Regions from separate parts of the Zea mays genome. Here regions 1, 2 and 3 are each linked to region 4. A link is a contact called in public Hi-C data. All regions are on one chromosome and are shown on one strand. Each heading gives the region's core, a stretch centred on a gene start, on an enhancer-like site or on the middle of the called end of the contact. The rest is flanking DNA. Distances are from core to core; before and after follow the strand shown. Region 1 holds the start of LOC100277856. Region 2 holds the start of LOC103631785 (AP2-like ethylene-responsive transcription factor CRL5). Region 3 holds the start of LOC100194365. Region 4 holds the start of LOC100280276.

The links. A called contact is a pair of places that touch in the nucleus more often than the background predicts.
Region 1: a contact with region 4 is called in a Hi-C map of ear, with 3 times the contacts expected there. The contact joins the promoter of LOC100277856 here to the promoter of LOC100280276 in region 4. A contact is called at or near these places in 6 of 25 Hi-C or Micro-C datasets (bundle sheath, ear, endosperm and 2 more) and 1 of 3 datasets of contacts at active chromatin or transcription factors (seedling).
Region 2: a contact with region 4 is called in a Hi-C map of ear, with 2.8 times the contacts expected there. The contact joins the promoter of LOC103631785 here to the promoter of LOC100280276 in region 4. A contact is called at or near these places in 3 of 25 Hi-C or Micro-C datasets (ear, endosperm and leaf).
Region 3: a contact with region 4 is called in a Hi-C map of leaf, with 8 times the contacts expected there. The contact joins the promoter of LOC100194365 here to the promoter of LOC100280276 in region 4. A contact is called at or near these places in 11 of 25 Hi-C or Micro-C datasets (bundle sheath, ear, endosperm and 4 more) and 1 of 3 datasets of contacts at active chromatin or transcription factors (leaf).

Annotation. Positions count from the first base shown.
Region 1 is chr1:15,912,980-15,915,679 of Zm-B73-REFERENCE-NAM-5.0, forward strand. It overlaps LOC100277856, which reads right to left and starts at 1,271. Exons shown (of 1, transcript NM_001364263.1): 1 at 392-1,271. The coding sequence starts at 1,057. The coding sequence ends at 857.
Region 2 is chr1:16,254,262-16,256,961 of Zm-B73-REFERENCE-NAM-5.0, forward strand. It overlaps LOC103631785 (AP2-like ethylene-responsive transcription factor CRL5), which reads right to left and starts at 1,358. Exons shown (of 8, transcript XM_008653284.2): 1 at 850-1,358; 2 at 1-79. The coding sequence starts at 1,060.
Region 3 is chr1:15,935,398-15,938,097 of Zm-B73-REFERENCE-NAM-5.0, forward strand. LOC100194365 reads right to left here and starts at 1,442. Exons shown (of 6, transcript NM_001359480.1): 1 at 1,302-1,442; 2 at 1-143. The coding sequence starts at 1,323.
Region 4 is chr1:16,121,204-16,123,903 of Zm-B73-REFERENCE-NAM-5.0, forward strand. It overlaps LOC100280276, which reads left to right and starts at 1,392. Exons shown (of 10, transcript NM_001153204.1): 1 at 1,392-1,727; 2 at 1,825-1,941. The coding sequence starts at 1,506.

The sequences.
Region 1 (2,700 bases), core at 21-2,520, 210 kb before region 4:
GCCATCACAGCATCACTCGCATTGCTACTATAGAACTGGAGCTGTAATGTAACCAAATCATTCGCTGCCCCCGCCCGCCCCGCGCGTCGTCTTCTTCCTCGACTATGCTTGCTGCCTGTGTTTTCGCGAGGAGCGATCGAGCTTCGCAAGGACGTCGCGTCGCGTCGCGTCGGTCGCTCTGTGCCATTTAATGTAACCAAATCTTTTGCTTTGTCGGTTTGGTGTCATAGAAACCGCACAGAAGAACTTTCAAGCACGGAGGTTGGGTGCCTGGCCCAAACAAACAGAGGGGAACAGGAGTTCCGTTTCCATCCCAACTTGTCGATCGTGACTTGGAGGGAAGCATTGGATCGGAAAGGAAGACGATGAATTTAAACCGCAAATCCTCAACTTAAACTGAAGAATCATTGCCAAGTTACAGACAAGGGAATATTCACAAATCACATGGAAATTCCTAGGGGGAGGGGGAGTCGTCCCTCACATCCCATAACCCCAGGCAAGCAAGCACACTAGATTTACTCAGCATCTCTTGCAAAATCTCCCTTTTTGGACAGATTTATTAACCTTTCCTCACTCTACATGCTACACCCAATCCTCAAAAAAAAAACAGAAAAGAAAGAGAGAGCACAAAAAGGGAGAAACGAAGCAGGAAAGATCTCGAAACTGACCGCCGCTAGTCCTGCTCCTGCATGTAGATTGCTGTGCTGCGCTAGAAACCACTTCCTCGCTAGTAATACAAAAAGGACATAGAAACCAGGGAGAGCACAAGGTCACCGAACGTGCGTGTCCGTGTAGTATACTGTATATACTCCTGTAGGCAGGAGGAACCGGCGCCGGCGATGGGGTGCCGGCCTGCCTAGCGGAGGGCGCGCGCTAGGCCGGCGAGGACGCGGGAGAAGCCGAGGCGGAAGCGGGCGACGGCGCCGTGGGAGTAGGGCCCGCAGTCGCGGCAGACGGCCTCCATGGCCTCCACGAAGAGGCTGAGGCTGCGCACCGGCGGCACGTACAGCGTCAGCGGGGCCGCCGAGAAGGCCAGCGCCATCAGCAGCTGCAGCATCTTGGACGAGAACGCACGCCTCCTGGTTCTTCCTCCCCTTCCCCTTCGCCCCCGCGACGAGAGCCAACCCAATCAGATCCAGGCGGCTCGGTCTTGGCCTCTTGGGCGTATGGCGTGGGATACGGGAGTGTTATGAGGCAGTGAGATGGGATGGGAGGGACAGACACCGTGATGCGGCGAGGGAAAGGCGAGCGTCTGATGGCGGGGCGTGCCGCGAGCGGTTTGGTGCTGATGGGTATTCCCATGTCTTAAATAGGCAGATATAGAGATCTATCTTTAAATACATGCTTATAAAAAACAACTCCAACATTATTACATTTTACATTTTTTGTAAAAAAACATAAGACACACCATGACTAAAATATACACATCAGATTAGTGTTCAATAACATTTTTTATAATAATATAGTTTACTTTCTAAAAAAATACGATTTAAGGCTTAATTGTTGGAGCTCAATTTGGTTCCCCTAAACATATAAAATGATGTAGTATTTTAATTTTTCGAGCGCTGTTTTAAGACACTTTATTAGAGATGCTCTAAGAGCTTGTTTGGATCCATCTGACGAATAATTTGTCGGCTCGTTTTCCCATATTAGGTTTTAAATAGACTGGCTAATAAATTGGCTAATTGTGTCGGCAAATTATTTGTTCATTGGCAATTTGATATTGCTAATAGGTGCTAATATAGGTGTATATTTGGGCCGGGTCTGATGGGCTGGCCCGAAGTACGAAAAAAAAGCACGGCCCAGCCACGGCACGATCCGAAATATTTTAGTGTCGGGCCGGCACGACCCGATATATCGGGCCGGATTTGGGCCGAGGACGCGGCCCATAGGCGGGCACGAGCACGACCCGTTTAAGGCAGACACGAAATGACCCATATAGAGGCACAAAAGGCCCATATATTTATTAAAATCACACTTCATTCCACATTTTCATGTACTTGATAAAGAACATCAAACTAGAGATAATGTTAGTTAGATGTTTTTTGTAGCTTTGAATTAGAGTATGTGATGTAATTTTATTTTTGTTATGAACATTATATAATGAACTGAACTTATGAACTTTATATAGAGCTGATTATACTCTATTTCTTTCTAACAAAATGATTTGTAAACGAGGTAGTCATTGCGTAGCTCCGGTAACTTAATACAAATATTAAATTTGCTTTTGGTCAAATTTATTTGTCTTATCTTTTATTTGTTTTATTAACTCTGATGTGAATTTCGGGCTCTGATGTAAATTTCGGGCACTGATGCGAATTTCGGGCCAAAAATTGAATTTCGGACCCTAATGTGAATTTCGAGCTTTTATAATTTTGGGCCGCCCGAAATGAGCCCGGCACGTTTAAGCAATTACGAGCCGGGCCGTGGGCCGGTCCGGCACGGCCTGAAATTCAAACGGACCGGGTCGGCCCGAAATTCAAACAATACGGGTCTTTTTGGGCTTGGACCAGGCCGGACCGGGCAGGCCGAGTGTACACCTATAGGTGCTAATAGATTATTTACTATGTTTTAGACATCTTGTCGTGGTTTCAGAAATCGAAGGACAATAAGATTTATGTTCGGAGATGAAGCTAATGTGGACTCACTCCGAATGGTAAGGCGCTGGGGCCCTCGAACGGTGAGCTTGGGACAGTGGGT
Region 2 (2,700 bases), core at 108-2,607, 130 kb after region 4:
CTGCTCTTGTTGCTGCAAGTGATGCTCATGAAGTCCTCGAGCTTGGGCCCTTTGGCTTCTGCTGCGCCGTGCCTCCAATCTGCACAGGAACGGTACAAAGAACGGACATGCTCAATGAAATGATGCCTCCTTTTCGAGAGAGCGCGCGACATGGGCCAAGGCCAACGAGTGCTGTGGAGTGCAGTGCAGTTCAGCGCAGGTGCTGCCTTACGTTCACTGAGACTTCACAAACAGCAGCAAGTTGCCCGGCCGGCCTTCCCTAATGTAAACAACTGGTACTAACTGATCTTTTTTTGTTTTTATTAAAAGTAATGTGAATAATTGAACACAATCCAAGATCATTCCGGAGACCAAAGAAGAGTTTGTCCTTTTGCTTCACTTAGCATGTCGTGACGAAATCGGTTGCCAGTTCCCACTGAATCTTGGTAACTAAGATTTAGTTTTTTTTAACACCAAGCTCTCGAGTGAAGAATACATGTATAGGAGACGCATGATTTCAAGATTCTGGTAGTACTGTTAGCTAGCCGAAGTTCTCGAAACAGAGACATATATATGCCCGACACCGGAGCGGCAACAACCGATGGCCATAGAAGGAGAAACGCGCAGCTCTGTGGTTCCGCGGCTCCGGTGAAGAAGAAGCGGGGGCCGGCGGAGCCCCACCAAACACGCCCCCCATGTTGGCAACAAACAGTGCCAGGAAGAAGAGTGTTGACAAAAGGAAAGGAGTTGTGCTCCACAAACACCAGTACCGCCGCCGCACGGCGTCGATCATAACCCAAAAAAAAGAAGGAAAATAAGCTGCTTCCTCTGTACCCTACAGACATAGTAATAAGCGTGCATGCAGTTTACCTGGAGCAGAGCTATAGTGCAGAGAGTCATCGAGCGGCATGGCCACGAGAGGGAGAGGCGAGGCAGCCGCGGCAGGCGAGGGGCAAGAGCCCTCTCCATCCCCGCACGCGCTCGCGCTCGCTCCGCCGCCTCCGTCGCCGTAGCCGTAGCCGCCCCTGCTCGCTGCCGAAGGAGACAAGGAGAAGCCAAGCCACCCGTTGTTCATGTCCATCTCCTAGCTAGTGGATAGAGCTGAGATCAGAAGAAGACGGAAGGGGTAAGGAATCGACGAGTTCTTTCTTGATCCTGGTGATGATGATCCTTCTCTCCTTTCCAGAGAAAGACTTTCTTTTTGGACACGAGAGAGGCTGTTACTTGCAAGCAAGCGAAGGAGCGAAGCTAAACTGACTAGCTAGATTGGCGCTGGTGCCGGTGCCGGTGCCGGTGCCGGAAGAGGGCCAAAAGAGTCTCCTTTTTGACGTTTATGCGAGCAAGCTATATATGGCTACGGGGGGAGTGCTGTGTAGGTGGCAACGATATGAATGCGAGCTGCAAGCAGCCCAAGAAGCGTTTAGCATACGTAGGTGACGACTCGCTTGACGAGAAGAGCCCATGCAAAACAAAAGGTTTCGGTGTGCAGTGCAACTGTGCAACTATGCATTGCATTGCATGCAACAGATGCGAGCGCCGTGGACCGGCGTTTTCCTTTTTGTCTTGGGGGCCGTGCCACGCAGACGCCATGCCGTGCCGTGCCATCCGTCAGTGGAAACGTCTTGCAGTGTCCAGTGCGGGTGTGGCATGGCATGGCATGCAGCTCACCAGCGGCTCAGCCGGGCCGGGGCCCCTCCTGCCAGCCTCTGGCGGCACGAGGAGCTATTGTGCTAGCTAGCCTGGCTGCGCCCTAGCGTGTGAATGTGTGACGGCTCATCTGTCGTCTCGCTCTATCTTTTTGCCTTGGGCTGGCTCTCTTCTTGTCTGTGTTCGTCGTCGTCGTCGACTACGAGTCTACGACTCTCTCTCTCACGTGCCGGCCCAACTCGATCCACGACAGGTGCCGCATGCATGCGAGGAAATGCGCGCAGATCTTCTCAGGTGATTTCGTGATCCAGAGATCAACAACAACTCTCGATGGACGCTTTTTTGAGCCTCTGTACCCATGCATGTTTCATCTCGGTAACCGATCGAGTGTTGCAGGACAGCCCTCGTTTGTGCGTGACCGAACTTCACTTCTTCCGGTTACTTCTTCTGTACTAGTTTGAACCGCTTTACCTTTTGCAAGATTTTAAAAATAAATAAAGTTGTTGTTTTGTTCACACGTTTGGAACGTAAATGTTAACTTATAACATTAAACCATATGTTTAGTTAACTCATAACATTAAATCATATGTTTTTAAAATATAACCGTAATCAAATACCACACTAGTAGAAACTGATATCATCATATTCAAACTTGCTGCTGCAGTTAATCGAGTGTGAATCATTATCATTTATGTTATATTTCATTAACCAAACAACATCTAATATTGTAGCAGCCGCAATCGCTACTGTTTGGACTACTGCAACTGCAATCCATAAAGACAAAATATTGTAGAAGCCGTATCCGCAACAAAGCCGTAGATGTCACATTGAATGCTTGATAGTAATTACAATAAATATAGTTAGAAAACTAATTACATAATTGAAGACTAAATGTTGATACAAATTTATTAAGACAAATTAGTTTATAATTAGCAAATGTTTATTGTGGCATCGTATAGACGAATTATAGAGTTAGGTCTTCGTTTAAGGGCTCTAAAATTATATGTAGTATAAAGTTCCACATGGCTAGGGCGTAGGGGCCTTGATCTAGGCCACCTGCACTCTGATGATCGG
Region 3 (2,700 bases), core at 192-2,691, 190 kb before region 4:
TGAATGGTCATTATTATGCTCGTTGAGGCTCCCTTCGCTCATTCCAGACGCTTCTTGATGGCTCGTCTCACTGGTTGACTGGGTAGCCGGGGAGTCGTAATCAGGCATCTGATGGCCAAACTGAATCATCACCGCGCCATTCTCTGCACAAGGATCCAGGAGGGCGTTAGAATTCTAGCTGCATGAAACTAAACCACTACTACTCTCTCCGTTCTTTCCTTCTTTATTTATCGTGTTTTAGTTTATAAATGAGCCAGCGGATGACAAATATTCGATAACGGGTGTAGTAGTAAAAGAAATTGAAAGAAAAAGGACAAACTGCTCGCCGAAAAGAGAGAGAGAGAGAGAGAAACAGATTGAGCAATGTCTTGGGGATTATCCTTACGTACGTCTCATCTCACGGAAATTCTTTACTCTTGTTTTTCAGTTCGTACTGTCCAAACATATATAAACACAGGTCAGTTCCCAGAAATAAACATACGAGATTCGAAACACGTACTGGGTATTAAGGTCTGCAAGCCTTAAGGAGCACAGCTGATGCATGAATACACAACAGAATTTGACCTTCCCACCGTAACTGTATTCATGAAAAAGGAAACTAAGGCAGCAGTAGTAAGCTAGTAGGCCCTCAATTGATCACGCGAGGTGAGATGTGTAACTTGGGCATGCACATGCTCTAAAGGTACTAGTAGTAAGCTAGCTAGCGCTAGCGCTAGCGCTGTATCAGTACCATGCATCAACTCGGTAGCGCCCTCTGAATTCTAAGAATCCTTCATGCAACCAGAGTATATGTGCTGAGGGCCTCAGACATGACTAGTTAGTTCTGCAGATAGGCCTCCCGCTAGCAAAAACAGTGCTGCATCTTAATCTCATCAGTAGGTCACTAGTTCTCCCCTTGAGTTCAAAACGATTACACGGGCAGGAACATAAATAAAGCAACACAAATCCGGCATGCAGTGTGCTGTAACTGTAAGGCCTTAGCAAGGATCACATGCTGGAGCCATTACCCCACCGGCCACCTCCACCCAGAAATGCGCCTACAAATCCCAGCACCGTATCAACTCAAAAGACCAGCCGAGCAACCAAGGAACCAGCCAGATCCACCACAAATCGTCCAGAAGAACCGAGAAACGATCCCTCCCCCACATCCACCCACCCCCAAACAAACGAAAAAAAAACAGGTCGGCTGGTACTGGGAGGTGGGAGCAGAGAGCTCCGGTATCACCGCAGGGAAAGGAAGAGCCGTAGAGCTCAGATCAGAGAGGGTGGAGAGAGGCAAGTCAGCGAGCAGGAAGGAAGACCTGTGAGATGAGGAGGGAGCATGTTCCCCTTCCGGCAGCCCGCCGCCCTTGCTGCTGCCTCTTTCCCACCTTGCTTGCTTCGCTCCTCTGCAAGGTCTCCTCCCTCTCTCTCTCTCTCTGACTCCCTTTCTCTTGCGCTCGCACACAGACAGAGGGCCTTCCAGTATGCAGCAGCCTTTGCTTGGCTTTTCTGTTGAGCTGTTGGGCCCTTTCCTATCTCTCCTCACCCCCGGGCGCCTGCTCACCAACTACTTTATTAGTCTAATGACAATAATGAATAAAGCAGATGGGTGCCGTGTTGTTGCATGCTAAAAGAGGTAAAAGAGCTGCTCCATTCATAAATATATAACAGTATTGACTTTTTTTTTTGAAGATTAACAATATTGACTTTTAAAACAAACTCTCATTCAAAAAATAATGAATTATTATTTTTTTATTTGTTTTATCATTTAAAGTAGTTTGTGCTTGACTTAAAATTTTACATTTTTAATAAAAATTAAGACAAATAGTAAAAAATTTCAAGAAAAAAAATCAATGATGTCATATATTTGTGAACGGATGTAGTACGTACTACTACTGTATATTACACCGGTATATACTCCCTTTATATTAAATTATAATAAGTCATTTTAGTTTTATTATTACATAATTAAACCATTCCACGGATGTAGTACGTACTACTACTGTATATGTACACCGGTATATAGCCCCTTTATCTTAAATTATAATAAGTCATTTTAGTTTTATTACTACATAATTAAACCATTCCAAGTCTAATATAATAAAATTATGTAACAAAATAATAGATTGCACTATTCGCATAGTGTAGTTTGAATATGGGAATAAGGATGGATAAACCACTGGAGATAGTCTTAACTTAGAAATAGTGGCAACGGTTTGCACTATGCTATTTCTGCCTGAGGCTGGGCAATTAGCATCTCGCTATAGATTTGCAAATCGTGAAATCATGTGCGCAAAGCTTCGAGTAAGTTATACTCCCTTGAACACATGCGCGGCAAAGCCACTGATCCGATTCTAGCGTGCGCTGTGCTGTGCTGTGCTACGCTGGAACGGTAACTTACCGTGTGAATCTAGGAACCGGGACTTGTCGTTCCAAATTGCTTTCCTACTCGCCTACTCCATCATCCATCACCAATGAAAGTTGAACTAAACTGACGCAGACCTTTTTTTAAAAGAAAAAAAACAATAATAATGAAAGATACAGGTTGGAAGCTGATAGGAAGACTTGCATTGACAGGGTAAATACAGTGATTCCATGAGACACGGGTAAAAATAAAACCCAACTCGGAGAGACTTTGAATTTTCTGCGCACAACAATAGTAATATTTTAAAAGTAGTCTACTCTCTAGCTCTGCTCCCCTTGCTTGGCCTTGGCGTC
Region 4 (2,700 bases), core at 142-2,641:
TTTTTATAGTGTTTAGATAAGAGTCATACGAGGACTGAGATAAACAGCAGAACAATTTTTTGTGGTAGTATGGTCTCAAAAAATTGAAAGACCGTTGTCGTCTCGTCTCAGCTTACTTTGACATCAAATCAAATATATTCTATAATGTTACTGCTTTACTTGTCAGCAACTAAGTCACGGCATGACAATTACCTCAAACCGACTGCTTCCCATTCCGATCCCTCGCGCTTTGCTCTTGCAGCAGGTGCCACAGTGCCAGCCACATTTCCTCACGTCACATCTTCTCTGAACCTCGACGCTTCATTTTTCTCGACTGCTACTGCTACTAGCAGGTAGTTCCTGATTATCTCTGGCTTGGTTAACATGGTAGCATTTAGGTACAGTTTGGTTAACATGGGATTTCAAGCATCCTGATAGAACAAAAATCTCGGAATCTTAGAACCCCATCCAAATATGCTAGGGATTCTAGTGAATTTTGTCATACATTCATATAATTCAACAAAACACTTTAGTTTTCTTATCCAGATTCTTAAAACCCACTGGCGTCTAAACGGTATCTTAACCAAATCGTTAGCTTGACCACTATTGCCGTCCATTCTAATGACCTAGGTCTGCATATTATCAGTGCCTTCTCTCTTTCTTCAGCGTGCTTGACGCCGCTACTACAGCGGCCTAGTTCTCACAGTGGCCGCGGCCCGTGGGCAACATGACGAGTTTATGGATGATCACAATGGCCATCCAATTCAGCCAAACTGGCCTCTTTTGCAGGTTGCAGCCCAAAAGACAGGGTATAAAAATACTCACCCCCTCCTAAAAAACCGTAAAACCGTATATTTATTTACGAAATATATGCAGTACTAATATTTATGGTGTAATAGTGTCATTATTTTTTACGCAATATATATATATATATTTCTGAATCTTGTATTTTTCTGTGTTTTAACTAATTTCTGTGAAATTCATATATCATTTTCGTGACATTCCTACGTTCAAAAGGAGCCCTAATTAGTAGGCTAGTAGTAGAGGAAGCCAGCAACTTTGCCTGCGGTGTTGTTGGGCAGTGGTGAAGCATCCCTGAGCTGGGCAGATCTCTGGCAGTTGCACCGTCGTGATGCTCCGACAGTGCTGCACCCACTGGGACGCAACACAATCAAGCTTGTGGAGCCGGAAACTCACGAGGCACAACACAGGACAACGAGCCGAGCTGCACGACGACGCGGCCGCCGCCGCCGATCGGCCGGCGAGTAGATTGGCATGGAAATGGGCATCCGTTGGTGGCGCCGGCAGCAAGGCCTTTCCCGTGTCCCGTCAAACAGGCACCAAAATTGCTGTGCCAGGGCCACCACCAAACATTGCGGGCACATCCTACTGACAAACCGGTCCCACTAGCTGCTGATGCGCATCCATCCGGCAACTACTCACGCTCAGGTCGCCGTCGCGACTCGCGCCGCCTCTCGGCTCGCTAGCCGCTACGCTATCTACGCCGCCCCGGCACCTCCCATGAGATGAGAGCCGCAGCCGCAGCCACATCCACAGCCGCCGCGCTCCTCGCCCCCGGTCTAAAGCTCTGCGCGGGCGGCGCCCGCGCGCGCGTCTCCTGTCCCTCCCGCTCCCGCCTCCCACTCCACCGCATCGCCGCCATGGCCTCCGCCCCCAACCCCTCCTTCCGCCCGGAGGAGGCACGCTCCCCTCCCGCCCTCGAGCTCCCGACCCCGCCGCTCTCCAAGGTGACGCCCATCCGGTTCGGATTTCTTCGGGCTTGACTTCTGTCGCAGGTCGGGGCTTTCATCTGACCTTGTGCCGAATTTTCTTCTGTGGCCGCAGTTCAAGGTGGCGCTGTGCCAGCTCTCGGTGACGGCGGACAAGAATCGCAACATCGCGCACGCGCGCGCGGCCATCGAGAAGGCGGCCTCCGAGGGCGCTAAGCTCGTCCTTCTCCCAGTGAGTCTCTGATAGAAAGCATTTTATTACCCCATTCTTCCAAGCGGAACGGTATTTTGGTTGGTAGTGATCGCACTGTTGTTTAACGATTCTCCATAGGTGCGTCCCTTGTTAACACTGTTAGGTATGTATGTTCATCGGTCATTGTATACAAGATTTAAGCCTTCACTCATTATTAAGGGGGTGTTTGGTTAGAGGGACTAAAGATTAGTCTCTAGTTTTTAGTTCCGTTTAGTCCTTTTTTTTTGCCAAACACTAGGACTAAAATATGGACTAAAATGATTTAGTCTTTAGTCCTTCACATATGTGCTAAAAGGGACTAAACCATATTAATTCCACAATTATCCCTCGTTTAGTTCAATTATACTAATAGCATGAAAATATTAAAGGCCATTTTAGTCTTCTTATGAGTCATTTAGTATATTCTTACTATTTTTAGCCCCTAGAACCAAACATGTTAGGGACTAAACTTTAGTCCCCTAACTAAACTTTAGTCCCTAGACTAAAGAAACCAAACATGGCCTAAGTGCTACTGTCGTCCTCTGGCAGAGGGGGTGCATTATTGGGCGTGGGGCAATGTTCACTGTGCTATTACCTGAAATGCTACATAACCAAGCTAGTTATTCCTGTGGTTAGGTTATTGGTGACACAAAGATCACAAACCTTTTATTTAGTTTGAAGCCTAAAACTCATTGTGGAAATGACGGTAAAGCAAATTTTCAGGGTTGGGCTGTGGTACATTAGAAATAATGTAGGCTC